Regions from separate parts of the Mus musculus genome. Here regions 2, 3, 4 and 5 are each linked to region 1. Evidence: chromatin contacts called from public ChIA-PET, capture Hi-C and promoter capture Hi-C data. All regions are on one chromosome and are shown on one strand. Each heading gives the region's core, a stretch centred on a gene start, on an enhancer-like site or on the middle of the called end of the contact. The rest is flanking DNA. Distances are from core to core; before and after follow the strand shown. Region 1 holds the start of Snrnp70 (small nuclear ribonucleoprotein 70 (U1)). Region 2 holds the start of Emp3 (epithelial membrane protein 3). Region 3 holds the start of Pold1 (polymerase (DNA directed), delta 1, catalytic subunit). Region 4 holds the start of Ptov1 (prostate tumor over expressed gene 1). Region 5 holds the start of Il4i1 (interleukin 4 induced 1).

The links. ChIA-PET counts read pairs in DNA pulled down with a chosen protein or histone mark. Capture Hi-C pulls out chosen DNA fragments and counts their contacts.
Region 2: a contact with region 1 is called in an RNA polymerase II ChIA-PET map of memory CD8 T cells, with 19 read pairs. The contact joins the promoter of Emp3 here to the promoter of Snrnp70 in region 1. A contact is called at or near these places in 4 of 39 promoter capture datasets (hippocampal neurons, liver, pre-B cells and 1 more), 2 of 115 datasets of contacts at active chromatin or transcription factors (memory CD8 T cells and pancreatic cancer cells) and 1 of 9 other capture datasets (adipose tissue).
Region 3: an RNA polymerase II ChIA-PET map of memory CD8 T cells shows a contact between it and region 1, with 7 read pairs. The contact joins the promoter of Pold1 here to the promoter of Snrnp70 in region 1. A contact is called at or near these places in 2 of 115 datasets of contacts at active chromatin or transcription factors (memory CD8 T cells and microglia) and 1 of 9 other capture datasets (pancreatic islet).
Region 4: a contact with region 1 is called in a promoter capture Hi-C map of liver, with 2.4 times the contacts expected there. The contact joins the promoter of Ptov1 here to the promoter of Snrnp70 in region 1. A contact is called at or near these places in 1 of 115 datasets of contacts at active chromatin or transcription factors (pancreatic cancer cells) and 1 of 9 other capture datasets (liver).
Region 5: a contact with region 1 is called in a capture Hi-C map of macrophages, with 4 times the contacts expected there. The contact joins the promoter of Il4i1 here to the promoter of Snrnp70 in region 1. A contact is called at or near these places in 1 of 39 promoter capture datasets (pre-B cells), 1 of 484 Hi-C or Micro-C datasets (cardiomyocytes), 3 of 115 datasets of contacts at active chromatin or transcription factors (bone marrow-derived macrophages, effector CD8 T cells and pro-B cells) and 1 of 9 other capture datasets (macrophages).

The regions. Positions count from the first base shown.
Region 1 is chr7:45,393,280-45,398,383 of GRCm38.p6, forward strand. It overlaps Snrnp70 (small nuclear ribonucleoprotein 70 (U1)), which reads right to left and starts at 2,463. Exons shown (of 10, transcript NM_009224.5): 1 at 2,230-2,463; 2 at 1,380-1,536. The coding sequence starts at 1,526.
Region 2 is chr7:45,920,081-45,925,374 of GRCm38.p6, forward strand. It overlaps Emp3 (epithelial membrane protein 3), which reads right to left and starts at 1,346. Exons shown (of 5, transcript NM_010129.2): 1 at 1,162-1,346; 2 at 209-324. The coding sequence starts at 286. It overlaps Ccdc114 (coiled-coil domain containing 114), which reads left to right and starts at 4,135. Exons shown (of 15, transcript NM_001364168.1): 1 at 4,135-4,306; 2 at 4,418-4,509. The coding sequence starts at 4,440.
Region 3 is chr7:44,546,828-44,551,698 of GRCm38.p6, forward strand. Pold1 (polymerase (DNA directed), delta 1, catalytic subunit) reads right to left here and starts at 1,988. Exons shown (of 27, transcript NM_011131.3): 1 at 1,928-1,988. It overlaps Nr1h2 (nuclear receptor subfamily 1, group H, member 2), which reads right to left. Exons shown (of 10, transcript NM_001285517.1): 6 at 4,773-4,871; 7 at 4,491-4,670; 8 at 3,918-4,017; 9 at 3,473-3,681; 10 at 2,789-3,304. The coding sequence ends at 3,158.
Region 4 is chr7:44,866,918-44,872,133 of GRCm38.p6, forward strand. It overlaps Ptov1 (prostate tumor over expressed gene 1), which reads right to left and starts at 2,751. Exons shown (of 12, transcript NM_133949.2): 1 at 2,434-2,751; 2 at 458-595; 3 at 276-358; 4 at 143-200. The coding sequence starts at 2,604.
Region 5 is chr7:44,833,334-44,838,660 of GRCm38.p6, forward strand. Il4i1 (interleukin 4 induced 1) reads left to right here and starts at 2,955. Exons shown (of 8, transcript NM_010215.3): 1 at 2,955-2,983; 2 at 3,171-3,204; 3 at 3,298-3,533; 4 at 4,043-4,155; 5 at 4,656-4,857. The coding sequence starts at 3,192. Il4i1b (interleukin 4 induced 1B) reads left to right here. Exons shown (of 9, transcript NM_001171024.1): 3 at 618-759; 4 at 3,298-3,533; 5 at 4,043-4,155; 6 at 4,656-4,857. The coding sequence starts at 723.

The sequences.
Region 1 (5,104 bases), core at 1,213-3,712:
GCTCTGAAGGTGGGCATGACAAACTTTCTGCATAAAAGAACTGACTCCAAGAAGCTCAAGTGACTCAGATTAAGTCATATGTACTCAGCAAGTAGAGCCAAACCCCTAGCTCCCAGCTGTGAGCACTGCAAGATGCTATAGTGTTCAGCACTAGTAAACACTATCCTCTTCTAAAAATAACCTTACTTTTACATTATTTATTTATCTGTTTGTTTATTTAGCTAAGGATGTATGTGCGTATCACTGTGCACATAGAGATCAGAGGACAGCATGCTAGAGCATACCCTCTCCTTCCATATTGTGGATTCTAGGAACAGAACTCGGATTTCTTGGCAGCAATCACCTTTTACTGCTAAATCATATTGTCTACGCAACCTTGTCCTCTTAAAGACAAAAAAACAGTAACTACATTGACAAGCATTGATATTTACTGCCTTATTCCAAACCCTTTAACATAAATTCTGTGACTCAGCTCTCTACTGGTTTCATCTTACTGCTACCTCTTGCTAAAGGCCAACCTAACCAATGCGTTAAACATTATGTTTTCTGGGTTAGTGGCAGATACTTATAATTCTAACTCTTTGAGTACAGTAAGCATCAAGAGTTCAAGTTTAGCCTTAGTGACAAGGAGAAATCTACAAGACCATGAAAGAATGTATTCCCCCCACCCCCCAGCCAAAGAGTCAAAACAACAACAACCCACAAACAAAACAAAATCGACAGAGGTGGATCACCTAACCCTGGAGAGGCAAAGGCAAGCAGATCTCTTGAGTTTGAGGCCAGCCTGGTCTACAGAGTGAGTTCCAGAACAGCCAGGGCTACACAGAGAAACCCTGTCTGGGGACTTAGGAGTCAGGGTGGAGACACAATTGCCAATGTAACCAATTTGGCCAATCACTTGGGCTAGGGACTACCACATCCATACAAAAGATATTCTTAACCCTACAAGGAAATGAGCCGCTCCTGGAAGCACACACCCATTACATGCAGCATTTACATGACTGAGAAAGGACTGCCATAAGATCTAAGCTACACAGCAAAACCGTATCTCAAAACTCAACGAAAAGAGGTTAGCACTATGGTTCTGCAGGCTAAGGCTCTTGCAGCCACGCCTGACAACCTAGGCTTCATCTCTTGGACCCACAAGATGGAGAGAATGGCCTCTTTCAAGCTGTCCTCCGACATTCACAGATTTGCACATACACCCACATATACAAAAGTATAATTAAAAAAATTAAAATGCACACAAAAGCACAAAACATGATCAGAAAACGTAAAAGCCACATGTGTGAACCACACAACTAAAACTGTTTTGAAGCCGAATGCCTCAGGGTAGCCTGCCCCATCCAGAGCTAAACCCTCCCTCCCAACATGCTCACCTCAAACTCTCGGATGTATGGTGCAATGCCACAGTAAGGTTGGTTATGGTGTTTTTCATGTGGCAGCTTTTCCAGGGGTGGCAGGTATGGGATGGGATCTCGGGGTGCAAAAAGGGCCAGAAGGTTGGGAGGCAGAAACTGTGTCATCTTGCCAAATCTAAGACCAGAAACGTTATGTTAGCATACTTTACTTAGCACTGCTTTCTTTTAGGCCCCCTTCACCCAAAACAAACAAACAAACAAACAAACAGGTGTGAGATTTGGAGACGGATGCTGCTATCCTGGTCAAGGGAGTGACCAACATCTGCTTGAAGAAAAGCTCTTGGTAAGAGCTGAAAAACTTAAGGCTGGTAACAGAAAACAAAGGGGAAAAGGAGTAGGAGGTGTGGGACCCAGGTCGAAGCCTCGCGCTCTAGAGGTTGCTCGCTTCATACCTTTAAGATTATGAAGTAGGGATTTCAAGGGAGGCCATAAGGATAATATCCAGGAAGCCAGGGGCCTCTGCGTAAAATATCTAGGAGCCGAGAGACGAAAGGAATTATGGGTAGAGGTCCAGGATGCGACCAAAAAAAAAAAAAAAAAAAAAGGCGAGAAAAAAAGGCAACACACAAACCGCAAGGGCCTGTGGGTAGGGGACCGCAGGAGATTGGGGGAGGGGGATCCTGAGGGAAAGAAGGCTGGAGTGCCCAGAGAACTCTGGGTAAAGGATGGGGGACGCAGAGGGAGAAGTCAAAGGCACTAACCCGGGAAACGGGCCACAGCAGCGGGGAAAGGGTTCGGGAACCCCGCAAGGGCTTGTGGGTAGCGGCCCCACTCCCCGTTAAGGCCTCTCATTCACCCACTCACTCACCGCGCGGCGCTCTCCTCAGCCTGACGTTAGCCTCAGGCCTCGCGGCCGCCCTTCACAAACAAAAACTCCCGCTCCGACTTCCACTTCGGCGGCGCCCGCGTCAGGTAGCTTCGGTGGTCCGCGCAGCGCGCGCAAACCAGACCTCTCCTCACAACCCGCGCGGCCTCAGCTCGCGACCAGAACTGGGAGTGGAGACGACTCGAATCCCTCCGCCTTTCGCAATGCGCATGCGCCGTACGAGTCAAACGACACCCTCACAGCAGTCCAGGCCTTACCAGGGGCACTGCGCATGCGCCAAAACTGTACTCATTCTGAAATGGCTAAACATCCGCGGCCCGGCTGTCGTACTGCGCATGCGTGATCGGACCTAGGTCGGTCTCAGCCTCGCGCTCTAGCTAACCGCCTATGACCGCGAGACACTTATGGAAGGTCCGCCCTTTCTCCTTACACTTCCCGGACCTTGTGCGCATGCGTCTAAGTGATGCACCACGTCGCATATCCTTCCGCAGCCTGTCAAAAAGTGCCTGCATGAACAGGGTCTTTGCGTTTACGTTGGATTTGACAGGAAACTCTTGCCCGGGTAGCGGTTGTGCACGCCTTTTATCCCAGCACTTAGGAGGCAGAGGCAGGCGGATTTCTGAGTTCGAGGCCAGCCTGGTCTACAGAGTGAGTTCCCGGACAGCCAGGGCTATAAAGAGAAACCCTGTCACAGGGAGGAAAAAGAGAGAGAGAGAGAGAACTCTTTCCCAAAATTTTTGTATGTGCTAGCCACCGTTTGGCTCATGATAAAATAGTCATCTCTTTGGCTCAGTGGTTAAGAGCGCCGACTGCTCTTCCGAAGGTCCCGAGTTCAAATGCCAGCAACCACATGGTGGCTCACAACCATCCATAACGAAATCTGATGCCCTCTTCTGGAGTATCTGAGGACAGCTACAGTGTACTTACATATAATAAATGAATAAATCTTTAAAAAAAAGTCATCTCTTCTTCCTGGAGCTCATATTGTTGAGAGAAAAAGATAAATCTGTTTTGTATTATTTTTCCTTTTTATTTTGTCTTTTATTTTTTTCTTTCTCAGAGCTGAGGACCAAACCCAGGGCCTTGCTCTACCACTGAGCTAAATCCCCAACCCCTACTTTTCCTTTTTAATGTGTTCTGTTGTTTTTATCTTTACTTTTTTTCAGACAAAGTTTCACCATAGCCAAAGATGTCTTTGCATTTTGTATCAGTATGTATATTTTATCTTTTTATATATATGTGTGTGTGTGTATATGTGTGTGTGTATATATATATATATACACACACACATATATATTTCCTGTTTTCTGTACACCAGGCTGACCTTGAACCCACTGACCTCTGCCTCCAGAGTGCTGGGATCAAAGGCATAGAGCACACAATTCCAGGCTTTTTCTTTTTCATTTTCTCTTCTTTCTCCTTCTTCCTTCTTTCTTTTGTTTCTTTCTTCTTCATTGGAGACAATGAAGGATCTGGAGAGATGACTCAGCAGTTAAGGGCAACTGGCTGCTCCCTCCCACGGTCCTGAATTTGATTTCCAGCAACCACATGATAGCTCACAACTATCTATAATGGGATCTAATGCCCTATTCTGTTTTATGCTCTCTGTTATGGAGGCATACAGGCATGTAGAGCGCTCATACACATACATACATACATACATACATACATACATAAATTTTTAAAGTAAAGCTGGGCAGTGGTGGCGCAGGCCTTTAATCCCAGCACTTGGGAGGCAACGGCAGGAGGATTTCTGAGTTTGAGGTCATCCTGGTCTACAGAGTAGTTCCAGGACAGCCAGGGCTACATGGAGAAACCCTGTTTCGAAAAACCACACACACACACACACACACAAAACTTTAGAGTGCACTGCCCATAGAGCAGCTCAGGCTAACCCTGTCCATCTCACTCCCATATTAATGGGATTACAGGCTCCTAGATTATCTGAGTTTGGGATGGAACCTGGGGCAACTCTACAAAAAAGTCCTCTCCACCCTGACCTTCACCTCTTGGCAATCCCCCTGACTCAGCTTTCTATGTGCTGGGTTTACAGAATTTGCCACTACCCAGGGTTTGTAGTTTAAAGGCCAGCCTGTGCTACAGAGAAGCCTCTCTCAGGAAAACAAAGAGAGGAGCTGGGGAGATGGCTTCTGTATAAGGAGCCGAGTTCACCCACATGCCCCTCCTCTGCACCTGTAAAAATCTCAGCACTTAGAGCGCTGTCTATAACTCCAGCACGAAAGATGGAGAGGGGAGGATTCCTCTCAGTCGCCAAGAGTTTAATTCCAGGTGGAGTGAAAGGCCTGGATAATTAAGGTGGAGAGTGACTGAGGAAAACCAAAAACTCGGTGGGGCCTTGACCTCTGATCTCCACCCCAACCTGCAGTGCATGGCTGCACACAACTTTAGTCCCAGCATTTTGGAGGCAGAGGCAGGTGAACCTCTGGAATTTGAGGCCAGTCTGGGCTACATGTCCAGTTCCAGGTCTAGATGTAGATCTCTATATGACAGAGAGACCAAGTCTCAAAAAACAAAAACAAACTTACAAGGTAACCCAAGATGGCATTGAACCCTTATGTAGTGAAGGGTGTGTTGACATTTTGTCTAGGCTCTGCCCCGCAGTTACTTGGCAGCAGCCAGGTGTGCCTGACTCACTATAAAAGGGGCTGCTTGCCCCCTCCTCCCTCTCTTGCCTTCTTGTTCTCCCTCCGTCCCTTGCTCCTGCCCCACCCCCACCCCTCTCCATTTCCCCTCCTGCCTCTCTCCCCACGTGCTCATGGCCTGCCTCTACTCCTCTACTCTTTCTCTCTCTGCCTTTCTCTGTCTCTACTACCCTCTCAGCTCCCCTCCCCATGCC
Region 2 (5,294 bases), core at 96-2,595, 530 kb after region 1:
CAAAAGATGTCAGGGAGAGTGGGGATGACTCCTGATGGCCAAATGCATGGGCTAGGCCAGGGGAAAGTACACACGCAGAAGTAAGAGTAGGGAAGGGGAGGAGTGGGGAGGAGGAGGCACAGAGGTAGGGAGGAAGGGAAGCAGAGGCAGGTAGGTGGGGTCTTAGAGATGGGCTATATCTGGGGTTCCCAGTGAGCTGGAAACTTACCTTGTCCAAAGTGGCCACAAAAAGCAAGACAAGAATGAGGATGTGGAGGGCAGAGACCACCAACAGGAGGAGTGACATGGCTGCCAGATGTCTGGCTCAGGGCAGGAGAGGCAAGCCTGCAAAGGGTGGGAGCACTCAATCCTAGGGGAGGAGGGCTGGAGAATGGCTTTCTAAATCAGAGAGGAGGGCCAGGGAGGTAGGGAAGTCTCTGGTGTGAGGGAGAAGGGGAGTAGGCCGAGCAGTTCCTCCCTGGGGAGAAGGGCAAGCCAGGGGACTCCTGCTCTTGGAGGCGGGCAGAGACTGTCCTAGATGGACTTTTGGGAGACAGAGGAACGGGCAGGACTAACAGTGAGCTGGTGCATCTTCAACACTCTGTCCCTGGGCCGTGTGGGTCTCCATATGAACCATCAGGAGCAGGAATTGCCCCCGGGACAGGCATCCTTGACTCACTGACTCTCTTCTTTCTCCTGGAGTGAGTCACGAGTGACTCATCCCCCCTCCCTCCAACACCAGGGAAATGCCAGCCTCTGGCTGAGTCTCTGGTCCTCACCCGACCTGACTGCAGACCCCGGCTCTAGACACTCAGGGAGGTGGATTTGCAGCAGGGAGGGTGTGGTCTGAGTGGAGAGACCACCTCCTACCACCCTTCAGTGTCCAGAGAACTCAGCCAGCCCTGGGAGCCCTCCTGCACCCCTTCATCTAAGAAGGGAGTGGAAGACCCCAGGGAGAAGCCACAGGACATTCTTCATGGTGGGCTCTGTTGGGACAAGTCTCATAGACAGCTCTAAGCTCTCCTGTATTCCCACTACAAAGGCTGAGAGATCAGTTCTTCAATTACCAGTCTCCTCTGGAGCTAAGAGTGGAGGGTCTCTTCCTGCCTAAGGTGCCCCGCCCATGGTGCCATGCCGCCCAGTAAATAAAGCCCCATCTGAATAACGGATTGAAAAACTTACCGAGAGTTGCTGAAGAAGTCAGAGTTGGAGTCTGTCCTCGTTGGGCCTCTTGCCCCGCCCTTCTGCTCCCTCCTTCCACTCTGAGGCCCCCGCCTCCCTCACCGCCTTCCTCCCACCCTTTAATACCCACCCTTCTCCGTCTGCCTTCTCCCTCCCTCCCTTTCTCTCTCTCCTCTGGTGGTTTTCTGCTTCTCTCGACTCTCAATATATACCAACCCTTTTATATCCACTTTAGCCTCGCCCAGCTGAGGTCTCCAGTCAGGGGAGGGCACGAAATCTTGGTTCCTTATTCTCTGCCCACCCAGTCACACAGAAGGCATGTTCTGGGACCTCCTTTCAGGGCTCAGATGAGAAGTCCTTGAGGCCCTGGGGTGGAGCATGTTACCTTCTTGGACTGGATGCCTGCTCTCTTTGATGAAGTTTGGGGCAGAGTAGATGACACAAGAATCTGTAGAAGGCCAGATCCTGTGACACAGATCAAACTTTGGGCTGGCTCATGGCAGGACAAAAAGTATGAAATTACGGGAAGGAGCAGGATATAGCTTTAAAGAATGCCAATGTTGCCATTCCATGGTTGTGTGGCCTGGGATAGATTATTTCACTTACTTGGGCCTCAGTTTGCTAATCTATATAGTGGGTATAATACACAGTCAATAAAGAAAATAGACGGATGGCAATAATGACTAGGTGGGCAGATGCTAATTTAAAAAGGATAATCCTGGAAAGCTTCTTGGAGGAGGTGCTATTTGACCTGAGTCATTTGGATACTAGGGAGAAAATGTCCCAAGCTTTGAGAAGAAACGCTGGCCGTTTGGAGAGCAGACAGAATGGCCAGTGTGTCTGGAGCACAGAGAGCGTAGGGTGTGGTGAGCGGGACAGCAGAGGATTCACTTGGAAGTCATGGAGGAATCAGGATTTTACTGTAAGTGCTGTGGGAGGCCATTAGAATTCTCACAGCACTCTAGTCCCAGGGTTATAGTGTGAACTATCATTTATTCTCAGAGTTAGGGGCTGTGGGTGATGAACTAGGACTGATGAAGTTAGGGCTGGGGATCTGGATGATGGTGCTAGAGCTGGGTGTGATGACCTAAGCCTGCAGGGGTGAGTGACCAGCTGGCTTGGGGATTGCGAGACTGGGAGCTGGGTACCACACAGCACAGCCTCTGCAGCATCCATTGGCAGTGTGACCATAGGCGTTACTGATGACGTCTCCACTATTTTCCTTCATCTGTAAAAGAGGGATAGCATCGCGGCTAGCTTAGATCTAGAGCAGTGCCTGGTAATACTGTACAACTTAGAGCGGGCTTTGGAGCCCCGAGTGGAGTCGAGGGAACTCTGGCTCTAGTAATTGGAGAAAGGGCAAAGACTTGAGGCCAGTGCGTCCGGAAGCTAAAGTTTGGAATCTTAAATGAGGATGGATGGAGGAGGGGGACAGAAACAAGGGGAAGTCTAACTCTGACCCTGGAGAGAGTAGAGAGTGGGTCACTGAGGACAAAATTGGGGGGCTGGGATGGAAGCTTGTACTTCTCCATGATTGCAGGGACAGGAGGCTGCATCCCAGGCCTGGGAGGAGTGTGGACCAGGAGCAAGGAAGCTCCACTGGCTGAGAAGCCAGCTGGGATGTTTTAATATTCCTTGAGAGTTGAAAAAGTTCGGTACTTGGGGTGCCTAGGGGAGGCGTTTAGGGAATCCCCAACAATAGTGCCCAATAGAAGTGGAAGTATCTGGAGACACTAGAGGTAGGGGTGGTGGGATCTCCCCTGCCCAAGCCTCTAAGGAGCGCGGCATCGCAGCACTTCCTCCCACAGGAAACCGCAGGCGTCGGGCACACCCAGCCTTCAGGCAGTGGCGTCCACAGCCCGCTTGCAAGAGGACCACGTGGGATGAAGAGCTTGGCCAGATGGGACCGCTGGAGGTTCCGCCCACTCCCACTTCCGGCTCTGCCCTGCGTGGCCCCAAACCGTTGGTTGCGCATGCGTAGTGAACCTGTGTAGGAACTGAGATCGTGGTGAGCGTTCCTCCAAACCATGAATTTCCCAAATAACCAGTCCAAGGCACGCACTTCTTGGACCCCGAAGGACCCTGCCTAGTCCCAAAGTCTAGTCTTCTAAACGTTTCCCTTCAGTTTCCACTGCCCATAGTCCCGAGCCCCACGAGTGTCCCTCCCAGGCATTCAAGTCAATCTCCAGCACCTCGCTTGGCTCTTTTTAAATAACAGGGCCCGCCCCGCCCCCAAACCCAAGGCCCCGCCTTCTCACTAAACTCGCCGGCCGCTCCCTTCTAGTCCCCGCCCCTTACAGACCGTGAGCATCTCTCCCCTATAGTTAACGCTCTGTACAGGACTGATGCCACCCTCTGCTTGCAATCCTGCCCCTTATAGCATCCGAGCCCCTCCTCCTTTTATTAACAGCCTCTGGCTCCGCCTCTTAGTACTACACTTTCTCCCCTCCCCTTTTACAATGAGATCTTCCCCAGGCTCCGCCCTTGATCCTACCTATGCTCCTCCCCTTCCCCGCTCTCCTAACCTCCACTCCCTTGACTCCCCTGGCTCTTTCTATGGCGGGGATTCTCAACCTTTCTAATGCTGCGTCCCTTTAATATAGTTCTTTATGTTGTGTTTACCCGCCCTACCGTAAAATTATTTTTGTTGCTACTTCATAAATATCTGTAGTTTTGCTACAGTTATGTATTGTAATGCAAACATCTGTGTTGTCCGATGGTCTCTGGTGACTCCTTGTGAAAAGGTCGTTGGAGGCTACAACGGGGTCGCGACTCACTGGTTGAGAACCGCTGTTCTCTAGGGTCTTCTCAGCCCTGCCCCCGCCCACTCAGGCCCGTCTTCTGGCCTGCCCCTGCTCTGGCCTGGCCTCCTCTGGGTCCAAGACTAAAGTTGGCTGAGTCTTCCACTGATCTCTCCTGCCCGCCCCTTCCGCTGTCCTCAGGCCTTATTGGCCCCTTGTCTCCCCAGTAACCAGACTACAACAGTGAGAGTGGAGCTACAGCGACTGGTCAGGCACTCAAGCAGGTAGAACCTTGACCTCGCCTCCCACCCCACCCCAATCCGGCCGGGGTTCCGAGGTGCGGAGAAGCTGCCCAGGGACCGAGTCTGAGTCAAGCCGCAGGGTCCAGATTGTGTGTTTTTGGGGTGAGCGATATCCCAGTAGTCCTTGAAGGGTCGAGGCTCAGAGAGGCCGCAGTGCTGTTTGGTCGCTCTGTGCGCTGGCTTGCGCTCTCTGAGGCTGGTGTGCCCTTGCAGGAGCTCCACCGCTATGTCGAGGATGCGTTTGGGTCCACCCACCAGGAGCGCCCGCTCCGAAGAAGGAAGCGAGATCTTCCTGGAGGGATCAGGTAATTCATGATTCCCCATCTCCTCCGAAGTTCCTTTTCTGTTCTCAGCTTCTTCAAGTTCCAGAGCCAGGGGTGGGAGGCCTCCCAGGAGCGCCCTCTCCTGGGGGCAGATTCGAGCCCAAACAGGGGGATCTTGGCCTGTGGTGGGGCCAAGCCAGGCAGTGGGATGTCTAGGCAGACATTGGACTTCAGGAGTGGTTTGAATGGGGTCCAGAACATCCAGAAGAGAGCTAGGGGAGGACCCGTGAGATGGCTTACCTAGTAAAGGCTCTTGGCACCAAACTGACGGCCTGAGTGCCACTCGGGAACCCAGGGGGTGGGAGAAGAAAAGCAACTCCCTTGGGACCTTCCTACACTAAAACAGAAAGAGAAAAGGACTGGTGTGGCGGCACACATCTTTCATCTCTGCTGGGGAGGCGGAGATAGTTTGAGACCAACCAGGGCTACATAGTAAAACCCTACATAGTAAAACCCTGTCTCAAAAAAAAAAAAAAAATGGCTAGGGTGGCTGGGGTAGGAGTGTGGACATGGTTTGGGTCAGTTCTCAGCTGAGGGTGGGAAGCTGGTAGGAAAGATTGAAAGGATGGTGTAGTGGTTTGTATCTGCTTGGCCCAGGGAGTGGCACTATGAGGAGGTGTGGCTAGTTGGAGTAGGTATGGCCTTGTTGGAGAAAGTGTATCACTGTGGAGGTGGGCTTTGAGACCCTCTTTCTAGGTGCCTGGGAGTCAGTCTTTTCCTGTTTGCCTCTGGAAAAAGACATATATAGAACTCAGCTCCTCCAGCAC
Region 3 (4,871 bases), core at 738-3,237, 850 kb before region 1:
GTGTTTGGAGTAGGGACTGCAGGTGCCCTGCCAGTCTCCTAAGTATAGGAGAAGCCAGTCAAGGAAAGGCAGGCAGGACCTGCACTGCCCCATGTCGAGCTGGCAGATCAGGTCCCTGTGCTGATGCAAGCAGATGCTGCTTTTAGGGGACCCTGGGTAGGGTGCTGGTGGTGAAATATCATGCCAGCTACAACTTCCAAACAGTTCAACCAAACACACAAGTTCACGCGCTGCACTAATAAAGCTGCAGGACACCACTGAGGACCACTGACATGGGGACATGGCTTTGCACTGCACAGAAAATGAGCATCCCTCCATCACCAGGTCAGGAAGCATGCGCGCGCGCGCGCGCACACACACACACACACACACACACACACACACACAGCTCCGGAAGGAGGCGGGGGAAGCAGTGGAGCTGGCTCCCACAGACCAGAGTGGGAAGGCGGTGCTATGACAAACAGTAGCTTCGCCAGTAAGTCACTCACAACATACCTCCCAGATATAAGCCAATCCATACTGGATCTGCCATTACCCATAATCCAAGCTGTATGCCTCAAAGGCAAATTCAAAGCCAAGTCTGAGCTAGAAAGCCTGAGTCTCAAAAGCCAGTAGAGGTCTGGGGGTTTAACTCAGCAGGGCTCAATACTGAGTCCCACCCCAACCCCTCACTGAGGGATTCTAGGCTGTACCACTAACTACATCCTGGCTCTCTTATTCATTTTGAGACATCATCTCACCAAGCTGCCCTAGCAGGCTTAGAACATGCCATCCTCCTGCCTCCAAAGGCTGAACAATTGTTTCATGTCACCTCTCCCAGGGCTGCCAGATCCAAGGATTCCTGTACCTCTCCTGGAGGGGTGGCCCCTTAAGCTCCTCCACTCCCACAAACTGCTTCTGTCACCTCAGTCTCCCCTTTTCCCGGACAGGGATGTTCTTGGAGGCACAACGTTCCCATTCCCCTCAGGACAGTCAGACCCAGGTGCAAGCCCCACTCGCTAGAGGGATGCTCTCTGAAGCTGCAGCATCCTGCAGGACAGCTGTCTTCACTCCCACTCCCGCTGTGGTGATGGTGGCACACTAAAACAGTAACCATTCATTTTCCCCAGGGTACCTCACACACTGCCAGCTTCACACCTGGCTCCTCCCCTGGGACCCTGCAGTGACAGTTGCTCTGGGACTGTGGGATATGTCTCACCTCCCCCACCAAACACCAAACTGGGTAAGCAGACTGTCCCATCTAGTATCAATTTGCTTGTTCTATTTAGTATATAAAGCATCACATGGGGCCCGATGTGACAGCGGAATGGATATTTGAGCTTGTTGGCCAAGCTGAACAGCCTGAGTTAGATCTTAGGGAATCCACATAGCGGAAAGAGACAACGCCACAAAGTTGTCCTCAGATCTCCACGTGCGCATCATAGCGCACGCACTAAGAAAAAAAGAAAAGGCTCTAAGGCATTACTTTTCCTCCCATTCCTACTTTTTAAAAAAAATTTGGGGTTTTGAGGCAGGGTTTCTCTTGTGTATCCCTGGTTATCCTGGATCTCACTCTGTAAACTAAACTAGCCTCAAACTCGGAGATCCGCTTGTCTCTGCCTCACGAGTGCGGGGGATAAAAGTGCGCCACTATTCCCGGCTCATTCCTACTTCTTGCTGGACTTTCTGATACCGTCGCCTTGTCTCTCGAACAGCGGAACAGGCACCAACGCCCTGCACCTCCGGCCCCTCCCTCCTGGCTAGCGTGCACGCCGCTGAGCCCACACCCGGACAGTCCAGCGCACCCCAGGTCCTAAGCTCCAGGGGATCTGTCCTTTGCATTGCCAGCCTTGCTCTATCCTTCCCCCAGCTGCAGACATTCTGCGAGCACTCTGCTCGAGGCGTCAGCTGCGCGACCGAGCGCCCCATACTCTTCTTCCTTACTTACCGCCTCAAACAGCTTTTCCCGCCACAAGATACGCCGCCGTGACCCCTGAACCCTCTGCGCGCAGGCCCAGAGCTGCGGCGCGCCCGCTGGGTCCCGCCCCTAGCCCGCTTGGGCGATCAAACCACGTCCCACTCTGGAGGACCCACAACCACGCCTCTCGCAAGTGGCCCCGCCCCATGACGCTAACGGAACAAGGACACGCCCCCAGCATCCTGGCTCTTAGGGGTTTGGCCTGCGGTCCCCGAGCGCCCACTGCAGGAGCGTTAGAAGACTGCCACAGTGGATGCTACCCTGATGCTTTGCTAGAAGCAAGCTTCTTTTCTGTTTTCCTCAGAGTCCCTACACGCCCAGGTTCTTGTATAACTTCTGTTGCCCCACAAATCATTTCCTGACTTATGACACTCATGGCCAGATGCAGTCCTCAGCTTTTGAAAACCTGGCCCTAAGAAGTGTTCTTTTGGGCTGGTGAGATGGCTCAGTGGGTAAGAGCACCCGACTGCTCTTCCAAAGGTCCGGAGTTCAAATCCCAGCAACCACATGGTGGCTCACAACCACCCATAATGAGATCTGATGCCCTCTTCTGGTGTGTCTGAAGACAGCTACAGTGTACTTACATATAATAATAAAATAAATAAAATTAAAAAAAAAAAAAAAAAAAAAAAGAAGTGTTCTTTTGAGACCCTCCTCTTAAAGTTCCTCTCCTTTTCCACTGGCCTCCATCCGCCTTAGTGTCTCAAACTATGCTGTATGAAGATAACCTGTCTTCGGCGGAGCGACCCCTACCCCTGTGGCCTGAACCTAGACCAAGCGCAGTCACCTGGGCAGAGAGATGGCCCACCCTCTCCACACTGGGCTCAGGAATGGCTTGTACTCAAACTTTATTTTTGTTTTTTTATTAAATAAAAGGGGCAGAAGAGAGGGCCTGTGGTCTCCCAACTGTGGGGGGCCACCTGCCCTAACCTCTCTCCACTCAAGGTGCATGGTGTGGTAGGCTGAGGTGTAAGCGTGGGTGGGAGGGCAGCTGGGAACGGTCAGAGGCTAGGACCTGTGACCCTCACCACTCTTGGAAGACTCAATGGGTGGGGTGGGGCCTTCTAGTGCCAACTGCCGCTGAGTTTGAGGCTGAGCCCGAGGGACTGGGCCGTGACAATGTCCTCCCACCCCAGGAGGAGAGGTGAAGAGTCCATCTTCAAGAAGACACCACCAAGGCTGGGGCACTTGTGGCTGCCCCTACTCGTGCACATCCCAGATCTCGGACAGCAAGGGCGGCAGCTTCTTGTCCTGGAGTCGCAATGCAAAGACCTGCTCCGAGTGCACGGAGCTGAGGGTGCGCAGGCTCACCAGCTTCATGAGCATGCGTGGGAAGCGGAGCTGGTCCTGCAGGGAGAGGAGGCAAGTCGGTCCTGCTGGGGCCCTGTCCTGCAAAGCCAGCTTTGTCTGGAAAGCCAGCACCCTGAGTGGTCAGGCCCCAGGCTCAGTGTGCCCAACATGTGCCACTGGACCCCAATACTGAGACTGCTCATATACAACAGGCAGCTCCCGTACCTGTGGGCGCTTGATCCTCGTGTAGGAGAGGAGCGCCTCCACGTAGGGCTGCTGCAGGGCCTCCACACGGCTGGGCTCCTGCACATTAGGCCGATCGGCTGAGAAGATGTTGATGGCGATAAGCAAGGCATACTCTGCATCGTCCAGGCCCAGCCGCCGCATGGCCCGCGAGAACTCGAAGATGGGATTGATGAATTCCACCTGCAAGCCTGCAAGAGCAGCCCCAGCCCAGCTTCACACCGGACCCTGGTCCCAGGGCACTCAAAGGGGAAGGAAGGACAGCCTGTGACAGTTACTCCGGCTTCCGCCCCACACAGACCCTGTGAGTGCCTCTTACACGATGCATCTGGCCTCGCTAAACATGATCTTTCCTTGCCAGTGCCTGCCTGGCCTGGAGGGCCAACGGGGCAGAAACCCCAGGACCAAGTCAGTGCCTTCCACAGACCTGCACGGTGGAAGTCGTCCTTGCTGTAGGTGAAGTCCTTCAGGAACGTGATGCATTCTGTCTCGTGGTTGTAGCGTCTGGCTGTTTCTAGCAACATGATCTGGAGGTGACAAGGTACAGGGCTCTTCAGCTGCCCCAGAGTCAAATGTGCCAAGACCAGCAGGCTGCCACCCTTCTGCCAGGTAAGACATTCTTAACTTTCCTTCCTTCAACTCTATCACCCACTGCCCCATCCAAGGCCACTAACCCCACATTACCGTGAGGCCCAGGCTAGAGGTTTAATTCTTAGCATTCAGAACTCTGCACACAGTTAACTCTCAATACTTCATTATCCTTGATTTGGCTCCAATATCCATTCCTTTGGAGTCTTTGGGTCATTTTCCTGTTTAACAGCCCATCTGATATCCTCCGTTATTCTCTACCTCAGCCCATTTCCCTTTTCTCCCTGGCTGGCTCTCTGGAGGCTCCAGATACCTTGTTGGATGGGACCCTGCAGCTGACTACACCCCACAAGGGTCAGGACATGCCTGTACCATGTTCAGCTCTGGTCTCGTCCTAGAGCCTAGTTATTACCTCAATGGTGGACGCCTTCAGGAGGGCGATCTGGTCCTCCCGGCCCAACTGCAAGAACCCTGGCACCTGCTTGGCAAAGTCCACAATCTCCTGGACCGAGATGATGGCTAGCTCGGTGAAGTGGGCAAAGCGTTGCTGACGGGCATCTCGGGACTGAGGGTCTGCACCCAGGGGCCAGGGCTGGGACACAAAAGACCACGGTCACGTGGGGGACTCGCACGCCCTAGGAAACCCCTCCCTAGCCTGGGTGGGCTCTGTCCACAGGGCCGGGCAGGGCGATACCGTGACTTTGGGCTGGTCGGAGAAAGATCGTTTGTTGCACTGCAGCTGCGCGGCAACTAACTGCTGGATCATCAGCTCCTGAGCCGCGGTCAGCTGGAT
Region 4 (5,216 bases), core at 1,501-4,000, 530 kb before region 1:
CTGTGGATGACAAGTGGAGCCAGTGATCACCGTGAGGCAAGGGTGGGGGAGATTCTGGGGTGGAAGTTTGGCTCTGGGGGCAGGACTTGGGATACATGGGTGGGGCCAGGGTTTGGGGGGGGCAGAGCCCCACTAATCTCACCAGCAGCTGCTGTGGGATGAGCTGCATGATCAACTTCTGGGGCCACTGGTCCGTCTCCCTGCAGTAGGGGGTGCATCAGAAGCCATGCCCTGCATCCTAGGCCGCCCCAGGCTCTGCCCACTCCCACACTCACAGGTTCTCGCCCTGGTTCACATAGGCCTGGCAGGGCAGGGTGCGTTTCAGCTTGGCTGTGGAGTCCGAGAAGGGTCTACGCTTCTGCGGGTGGGCGGGTGGGGAGACTCAGCAAAGTGCCCGGGCCCCTCCCCCCCATGCCTTCCACCCACTCAGAGATTTGGGTGGCCCAGCCAGCCTCACCTCCTGCCACTCCAGCACGCCACTCCAGGCCAGCAGTTTGTTGCTGAGCCGGTGCTCGTTCACTGCGAGGCCCCCAAGAGTCAGCCCAGGTGAAGAGGGCCCGATAGGCCCCAGGGCTCCAAAGACTCGAGCACCCTCCTGCAGCAGAGGGGAGAATTCCTAGGTCATTCCAGGTTAGGCGTTTCCGCACATCCTGGAGGGGTCACCCTCAGGTCCAGACTCAAGTCCCTGGGCACACACTTCCGGTCCTGACGCCTTCCCCAGCAGGCCAGACCTCAAAGCTTGACCTTCAGATCAATCTGTCAGAAAACTGTGGGCAGCATCACCCCTAAGAGGAGCCTCCCACAAAGGATAGCCTTCACTGAGGACCGCAATGTGGCAGCAACCAGAAACCAAGTAAATAGAACACCCTGGAGGACAATTGGGGGGCGGGGGAGGGGGGAATCCTAAGGAAGCTAGAGTCTACCTGAACCAAAACGTTTACCTGAATGCATGCTGAACAGTGGTGCCAAACATGGCCACGTGTCCCCTCCTCCACCCCAGGGTGCAAACTAAACTCTTTTTCCGGCCAAAACATTTCCAAAAGACCAGTCGGTCTCCTGGGCCAGTCTCTAACCAGACTAGACACACTCCAGGCCAGAGACCCTTCTGATTGTCACCAACGCATCTCTGCTCTCTGCTAAAGCTCGTGAGTCCTTTATACCCGGTGTGATGACAAACCAGAAAGTTCTCCCGGTGACTTAAGTAGCAGAAGAGCCTAGGTCTTCACTGCTGAGGGGCCTTCCTGATGGTTCTGCAGACCCAAGCCCTCAGGATTACAGCAAATCCGCACACTGGCTGCCTGGGCTGGGTGTGCAGTGAGACACTACAAGTGTCAGCATGTACACCACCACACAGTCGGTGAAAATCAGGCAAACACACTTAGGAACCTAAACAAAATCCAAAACTATTCAAGTGCGGGGTGAGGGATAACCATTAAGAGGCTTGTGTGTTTGCCTGCACCCAAAAACACCTGTATGCCCACAACAGCAGGGAAACAAACTAGGAACATGAAGCCCACTAAGCGCCAAGTTCGTGTTTACGCATGCCTGATTTGCTGTTTGCGCACTGCATGGCCAGAGCCAAGTCACATTTGTAGAAAAGGGACACATATGAGGACCCCAGGAAGGGCTCCCAACACCAAGAGAAAACTTCAAGCCTAGGCTGTACTACAGCGAGGGGTGTGTCTGCGTTCCTCAGGTGATCCAGGCGACAGACCCGCCTCAGCTCCTCGGAGAACAACGTCGTCAGAAGTCTGAAGTGGTCAGTACCACGCCAGGGAATAGCTTACCGCTGGCCAAGCATGCGCAGGTGTGGCCACGAGTCCACCATCACAATGGGGGCAATTTTGTTGCCCCAAGAAAATCTCAATGTTTCTAGAAAGTGCGCGCACGTTTACTGAGTGGACAAAAAGGTGACAACCCCACGAACTTACAGAGCTGAATATTTACCTTAAGCTTTATCTTAAGGCTTAAGGTCTGGGCTAGCTGCGGGGCGGGCGGGTATGCAAATAGAGGGACTGTCCACAATCGCCATCTGGCCCCGGGGGACAACGCCCCCGCGAGCAACAGCTGGGCGCGCGTGTAAGCGCCGGGCTCCTCCACCGGCCGCTTCGCGCATTTCCAGACCCGGAGGCCGAGGACCAACTTTGCAATTGGAAAAACAAGCGTGCACCCCAGGCGCCCCCCGCGCGCGTGTGCAGCCGGCCGCGCAGTCAGCAGTAATTCGAACCCGCCCCGCCTCCGTACCCCGCCCCCCGCCCAGCCCGCCGCGCAACAAAGGGGAGCGCCCAGAGCCGATCAAGGACTGATCCCGGACCCCTGGGTGCGCCCTCCCGCGGGAGGCCCGTGGGCGCTGCGGACAAAGGCGCCCGCCAGGGGAGGGGTGGCGGGGCGGGGCGTGCGTGGAAGGCTCTGGAAACAGGCCGTGGGACTCACCATGGGAGGGGCCGAACGAGCCCGGATCCGCGGTGGCTGCGGGCCTCGAGGACCGCCAGGCCAGGAACGTGAGCGCACGGCGCGGACGACCAGGGGCCGCGGTGGCCGGCCACGACCTCCGAGGGGGCCCCCGGCGCCGGAGCGGTGCGGGGCACGGCGCGGGCGGACCATGGCGGGTGGGAGGCCGTGGGCCTCACGGGGGGCTGCGGGTCCGCCGACCGACAGGCGCGGGCGCGCGGCTTCGGGGAGAAGCGGAGCGGGACCGCGGCGGGGGACGCGCCGCTGAGGGGTCGCCGCGGCCGAACCACTGCAGCGAACAGGGGAGCCCGGCGCCAACCAACGCGAAGCTGGGGGGAGATGCGGGGGGGGTGGGCTGGCGCCTACCAACGTGGAAGAAGAGGGAGAGCCGGGACCAACGCCGGGGAGAGGAGGAGCCGGCGCTAACCAACAGACTATGGAGCTGGGGAGCCAGCGCTGACAAACAGGGATGGAGGACTGTAAGGGGGTGTGGCTGGAGCAAACCAAGAAGGTCAGGGAGGGAGGGTTTCAGACTTGGAAATGACAAGAGAGAAACTGTGCTACAAGAGTTCGAGCTGGTGAGACAATACCAAGTCCTCACTGCTGGAGGGACAGAAGGCGGTAGACAGGATAATGGGTGGCGCGACGGAACCTACCACCAGACTGAGGGGTAGATGTAGGAACCAGGCGTTCTTGCCTCTTGGAGGCGGTGACGTGGCAAGGTGGCTAAAAGACTACAACTTCCAGCGGGTCTCTCGCAGCCTGGGCGTGACCAGCATAGCTGCTGGCCCATTTGTCCAGGGTCTGCCCACTGTTGCTTGGGCCTTCTAGCAGTTGCCTTACCCAGATCACGTTCTTGATCTGAAAGGACTGTGCAGTGGCATTTCTTGCTTCCGTTTGTTTTTAACCTGTGATACTATCCAGCCTTAGATTATCTGCGCTCGATGTAAGTGGCGTTGTGTTTACGCAGTGTTAGCTTATGCACCCAGGCTGACCTCGAACTCCTAAGCCTTCTGTCTTCACCTTTAATTGGGTGTGCACTACTACACGTGGCTGTTAAACTATATATAGGGTGCTGAGGTTTGAATTTATAGCCTCTTGCATGCGAGAAGTTCCCTCCTGCCTTCTTTTAAACTAGAAAACCTATTTGGACTATACTTTGTTCTTCCTTGCTGATTCATACACTACTTTAACCAAATTATATCAGGCCCCTGACAGCACACCCAAGCTATGATGCCTGTCACCTGGAGCAAATGTCCTGGCAGTAGGCTGGCTTTTTAAAAATCTCGTGTTTTATAATTGATTTAAAAAGCTAAACTGGAAGGTGAGCAGCAAGAGAGGTCACCTGGTCCTTGTCTGCCACCAAGCCTGACAACCTGGGTTCAATTTCCCTAAACCCTATGGTGGGAGGAGCAAAGAGACCCTTACAAAGTGCTCCCTGAGCCCCACACAAGTCCTGTGTCACATGTGCACATAATTCAGAGTCTGCTTGCACTTCAAAGTGAGCTCAAAACCTGATTGGGCAACTGACTTAATACGACAGCCTTGTCTCATAATTAATAAACAATAATAATAGAGATTGAGTAGTGACACTAGGCATTAATTAAAAGGTACGGGAAGCCGGGCGTGATGGCACACGCCTTTAATCCCAGCACTCGGGAGGCAGAGACAGGCGGATTTCTGAGTTTGAAGCCAGCCTGGTCTACAGAGTGAGTTCCAGGACAGCCAGGGCTACACAGAGAAACCCTGTCTCGAAAAACCAACCAACCAAAAAAAAAAAAAAAAAAAAAGGTAAGGGAAAAGGGTCACACCAACTTCATGAGATTGAAGCCAGCCTGGTCTACATAAAAGTCTCCATAGCAACAACAGTAAGGAATCCAGGCAGAGCCCAAAGCCCACTAGTGGAGCAGGTTGGCTGCAAATGAAGTTGATGGCAGCAGTGGCAACAACTGATTTTGAAGCTGAGCCCAAAGGGTTTTGCAGGGCGACAGAGATAAAGGGTGAAGAACAAAGCCAGGACTTCACAACTGTCAAGGGCAAGCAGTTTCTTTTGTTTTTCATGACAGAGTTTGTCTGTGTAGTTCTGGCTAGAACTTGCTCTGTAGACCAGGCTGGCCTTGAACTCACAGCCACCTGCCCCTGCCCAAGTGCTAGAATTAAAAGCATGTACCACCACCTTCCAGACCTACTACAGATTTTATAATCCTTGCAAGTTTGTGGACAGGCAGGGCTAAACATTTGACAGACTGTCTCAAAAATGGGAGGTGCTGCAAAGACGGCTCAGCAATTAAGAACACTGCTCTTCCAGAGGATCCAAGTTGTATTCCAAGTACCCAGTGGCAGCTTCACAAATATGTATGATTCCAGTGCCAAGGGATCAGATGCCCTCTTTGGGCCTCTACAGGCACCAAGCACATACAGACATACATTCAGGCAAAACACCCATAAACATAAAGGAAACATTTAAAATAATTAAAAGAAAGCAAGAGAAAATCAGGTGTAATGGTGTAGTTACAATTTTGGGATTTTTTTTTTAAATTTATTATATGTAGGCACACTGTAGCTGTTTTCAGATACACCAGAAGAGGGCATCAGATCTCATTAGGGATGGTTGTAAGCCACCATGTGGTTGCTGGGATTTGAACTCAGAACCTTCAGAAGAGCAGGCAGTGCTCTTAACCGCTGAGCCATCTCTCCAGCCCAAGATTTTTTTTTTTTAACACTAATACTATGTTTTGTTTTAAACCCAGGTGTGGGATAAGGGG
Region 5 (5,327 bases), core at 1,705-4,204, 560 kb before region 1:
TGTTTGTCAGTAAAACTTTTTGGAACACAGCCATATCCTCATACATTGTAAAACAGACTGCTGGCTATAAATCCTCAAGTATTCACAGGGAAAGTTGACCATTCCTGTCACTAAGGAAACATCTTAAAAAAAAAAAAAAAAAAAAAAAAAAAAAAAAAACACATCCTACAGATAGTGTGTCTGAAAGGTGATTCCAAATAGTCCCATGTCACAGGGTAAGCAGGGGGCATGGTGGCATGCCTGTTAGCCATGTCACAGGGTAAGCAGGGGGCATGGTGGCATGCCTGTTAGCCATGTCACAGGGTAAGCAGGGGGCATGGTGGCATGCCTGTTAGCCATGTCACAGGGTAAGCAGGGGGCATGGTGGCATGCCTGTTAGCCATGTCACAGGGTAAGCAGGGGGCATGGTGGCATGCCTGTTAGCCATGTCACAGGGTAAGCAGGGGGCATGGTGGCATGCCTGTTAGCCATAGTCTTAAAAGGCAACGGCAGAAGAATGGCCTCAGTTTTGAGAACAGCCTAGGCCACAAAGTGAGACCCTGTCTCAAAAAACCAAAACAAAAATAGGCATTCTCTAGAAAATCCTGCCACAGCCTACCAACTGCTCTTCCTATCAGGACCTGGCTTCTCTGGCCTAGCAAGGCTGTAGGAGAAAGCTATCATTCATCCTGGTTCTGCCTGCGCTAAAGGATGACCTCAGTTCCAGGCTGACCAGCAAGGCCATGGGCGCCAGGAGAGCCCCACAAAGACCACCATGCAGTGAGTGTCCCCTTTCTGGGGTAGGGAGGCAGGGTGGAGGCCACAATTGCTCTGTTCCTGTCCAGGCCTGGGTCACCCTACCCCCTCCTTTGGTGACACTGAATTCAATCCACTAGACTTCAGACTGAAAGCTATGCAGTTAGGTCCCAGAGCCCCTCCCACTATCCCTGCCCCTAGGATTCATGGGAGGCACCGCCTGCCGGGATGTGGCACTGTTTCTGTGGATTGGATACAAGCCACAATGGGCAGGGGATCCCCAAAGACCATTTCTACCTAAAAGGCCCATAATGAAGCTGGGTTTCCCAAAGCCAGCAACAGCTGGTGGGTGTGTCACAAATGTACACACTAGTGTCTGGGGTCCTGCCTTTGTTGCAGGACACTTACTTGCTTGCTCCTAGCTTCTGATTCCATGCCCTGCCTTGTTCCCAGGACCTCAGCATAGCCAGGAAAGGAGTCTATCCCAATGGTGCCCCAACCCTCGGCACTCCTGATTTACATTCAATAATACCATTGGCACTAACATGGGATTTGGGAGTTTTAAATATTTATATTTTTGAGGTAGGGTCTCATTGTAGCCCAAGCTGGCCTTGAACTCTCCTGATCATGGGGATAGACTGGGATGATAAATACATGTGGTCACACATAGCATCACTAGCTTGGGATTTGGCAACAATACCTGAATCCATTCTGTTTGCTCCTCAGAGCTTCCTAGGGGAACAGGTGTAGCTCCGATCTCTGACCAGGGACCCAGAAGTGTTCTCTTGAGGCCAGACGTGCTTCAAGGGTTAGGAACACTGACTGTTCTTCCAGAGAACCAGGGCTTAATTTCCAAGACCTTCCTGGGAGCTCACAACCACTGGTCACTTCCATGCCAGCAGATCCAATGTCCTTCTCTGGCCTCTTTGGGCAACAGACAGACATAAACATGGTACATAAACATTCATAAAGGCAAAACTCAACCACATAAGTGAAAACTTTTAAAATTCAAAGCTGTAGTCCCTGTATGCCAGGCCTACCTTTACTCTTACCATGGCAACTTAGGGCTGTCTTACTGGTGCAGAATGAACTCCAGAAGCTGAGGAGGAGCACTGGCAACAGATGCTGCTGGTATTCTTGTCTTCAGGGAAGGGAGGGGGTCATAGGGAGTTTGAGGCCAGCCTGGTATACAGAATGAAATCCTGTCTATAAATAAGTTGAAATGTAATGGCACACACCTTTAATCCCCACACAATGGAGGCAGAGGCAGGTGGATCTCTGATACCAGGACAGCCAAGGGGTACACAGAGAAACTATCTCAAAGAGCCAAAATAAATTCCAGGCTGTGAAGCAGATGTTGCCCACTCCACCCTCCTCCCAGGACTGTCAGTTCCTCTGTAAGACTGAGACCAAGTACTGTGCCAGAGTTCTGCCTGACCTGAGGTCTCCAGCCTGCATGACTGCACTTGCCACAGAGCACACATATACACCAACCACCATCTACTTAATGGGCTCTGGAGTTCCCCAGCCTGCGCTCTCTGTGATTTCCCACCCTAGCTGTTCTCCTAACCCATCTTCTCCCCAACCCCAAGGAAAACCCCCTGCATCCTGTTGCCTCACCTCACCAGTTTTGGCAGAGGCTTCTAGGGTCATTTCTCTGAGGTGTCAGTCTAGAGTCTGCTGCCCAGCAGTACTTAAGACAAAGCAGGAAGGACAAAGGACAAGTGGCCACTTAGCCATCACCAACCAGTCCTGCCCATGTTCCTGCAGCTGCAGCAAACAGGTTCTGGACCTGGCCAGGTGCTATATGCAGGCCCTGACCTGGCTCCATTCCTGCCATTGTGCTGGACCATGTGACATGAGTAGGCCTATATGGGCTTCAAATGTGAAAGGCCCCAGACTTGTGTGTGCCCATTTCATACAGACATTCTTGGAGAGATGGGGAGGGGATGGGCAGACCCAAGACAAAAGTCCAAGAAGCCTAGAGCACAGGGTCCACCATCAACACTGCCACCTGGGTGGGTAGTCCCCACCCCCAGCTTCCCCAAAGCTATTTGAAGCAGGAAGAAGAAAAATAGACTGAGTTACTTCCTCCTGTGATATTTATTCCCATCACCTCCCCCAGCATCTGACCCTAGCTCAGGAAAGCACTTTTAATTCCCGAGGGAGGTGAGTGGGCGGGGCTGGCTACTTTTAAGGGGAGAGTCGCAGAGGCTCTGCTCTGCAGTCCTGCCCAAGAGAGCTGAAGGTAGAGCTACATGGAGGGTGGTGGCAATGACTGGAACCCAGAACCCAAGGCTGGAAAGCAGGAGGGGAGGGAGCCAGGCCATAATGGTCAAGATTAGGTCTGGGGAAATACATGCCCAGAGAGGAAGGAGGGAGACAGGCTGGGGATCCCTGGCCCCACCACATTGACCCCCTACTTCTTCACTCAGACAGCAGCTGCCACTTGAGCCATGGCTGGGCTGGGTAAGTGAGCAGCCAAGAGGAGGAGGGAGTGCTGGGGTTACGGCTGACTCCTGCACTTCTGGTGCCTATGTGCTGACCCTGTCCTTTTGCCAGCCCTGCGTCTTGTCCTGGCGGCCACCCTCCTTGGTCTGGCAGGCTCTCTGGACTGGAAGGCAGCCTCCAGCTTGAACCCTATTGAGAAGTGTATGGAGGACCACGATTATGAGCAGCTACTCAAGGTGGTGACCTTGGGCCTCAATCGGACTTCGAAGCCCCAGAAGGTGGTAGTGGTTGGTGCAGGCGTGGCAGGGCTGGTAGCAGCCAAGATGCTCAGTGATGCAGGACACAAGGTGAGAAGTGCTGCCTGTAGTCCTCAGGGAGCCTTTCCTGCTGCTGGTGGGGAGTCCTGGGTAGTGTGACGGAGAGAAGCTACCCTTTCCTAGAGCCCCCATTTCATTGACCCACTGCACTCCACTTACCCGTCCTGGAGGGAAGGCCTACTTCCTCTTCTTAATGTAACTGTCAAGAGTTGAGATGGGGATTTGGAGGTAAGGGGCCTGAGAAATCCTCAAGGGAGAGTATCCCTCACCTAACCCTAGGAATGAGATTGGGCCAGCCCCAACTCTTCTGTACAAACTAGGAAATCCCCCTCTTCCTGCCTTAAGCTGGGAAGTCCCTCTACAGTCCATCTGCTAGTCTTCCTGCTACAGTCTTGAGACCTTTCTTTCCGAGCAGCCCCTCCTACCCAGAAGAAAGGCCCTTCTATTCTAGGTGTCCTTTACTATTGGGGGCAAGACAGGCAGGGGCTAGTGGGAATGTAGTGAGGGAGCTGAGGTCCCTGTTGGCCGCTTTTCTTTAGGTCACCATCCTGGAGGCAGATAACAGGATTGGGGGCCGTATCTTCACTTTCCGGGATGAGAAGACAGGCTGGATAGGGGAGCTTGGGGCCATGCGAATGCCCAGCTCTCACAGGTGAGGTCCCACCTACCCAGGCAGCAGAGCCCCACCTCTACACCAAGGTTTAGCCAGAGCCCAGTTCCATACCCACTCCCACATTTTGCCAACTCCCGTCCCAGATTCAGGCTCAGCCAATCCCAGCCTCATTCTTGGTCTGGGCTCAACCAGAAGCAAGCTCTATCCCCAGTCCAGGCACCAGTATCTGTGTTTTGAGGTAATGCTTATAGAACTTTGGGCTTCAAGCTACACCTCCAACTCATCTCCAGTTTCACCCCTATTCCCACCCAGTCAAAAGTTGGGTCTAGACCTTACTTCCACTCACACCCCTCAGTAATGCCTTCCGGAGAGCCCGGGTGATCAGTGCCCTAGCCTGCAAGCTGCCTGAGCTCTGCCCCTATCCCCACCCCGACTCCTGAGCCAGCCCTCAGGTCCCCAGTGAGTAGTCTGATGCCCATCTCCAGTGGCCCTCTTATGGTGCCAGGCCAGGCCTCTCTCAAGCAGCCTCCCACTTCTAGGATCTTGCACAAGCTCTGCAGGACCCTGGGCCTCAACCTGACTCAGTTCACACAGTATGATGAGAACACGTGGACGGAGGTGCATAATGTGAAGCTGCGAAACTATGTGGTGGAGAAGATGCCAGAAAAGCTGGGCTACAACCTGAACAACAGGGAAAGGGGCCATTCCCCAGAGGACATCTACCAGATGGCACTCAACAAGGTGGCCACCGGCTTTCCTGCAGAGCTCAGCCCTGCCCCCAAGAGTCTTGTGTCTACTACTATCACGTCTGCTGATGGCTAGCGGGTGTTTTCTCCATCCCTCCAGCTCACCCACTACTGTAGCCCCTGGCACTCACTCCCAGGACCCTCCAGCAACACTGCTACTCTGTGTCCCCATCTGCTTGACTCGGACAGTGCTGTCAGACATCACCCTCTTTTCGTGTCCCAAAAGGATCTTTCCATCCAGATGATCCTGCCTACAACTCCATGTACCTCCCCAGTGCCTCTCAGGCCCATGAGCCAGACCAGCTTTCCCTCTCCTTAGTCCACCTGGTGATCCAGGCATACCCTCCTCTGCTCCTGGAACCCAACCTTCCTCATCCATCACCCCTAAGTCTGTATCCTCGACTTCCACCTTACCCATGACAAGGAGGTCTAGGTAAAGAGGCTGGAGGCCATGTTTGGAAGGAG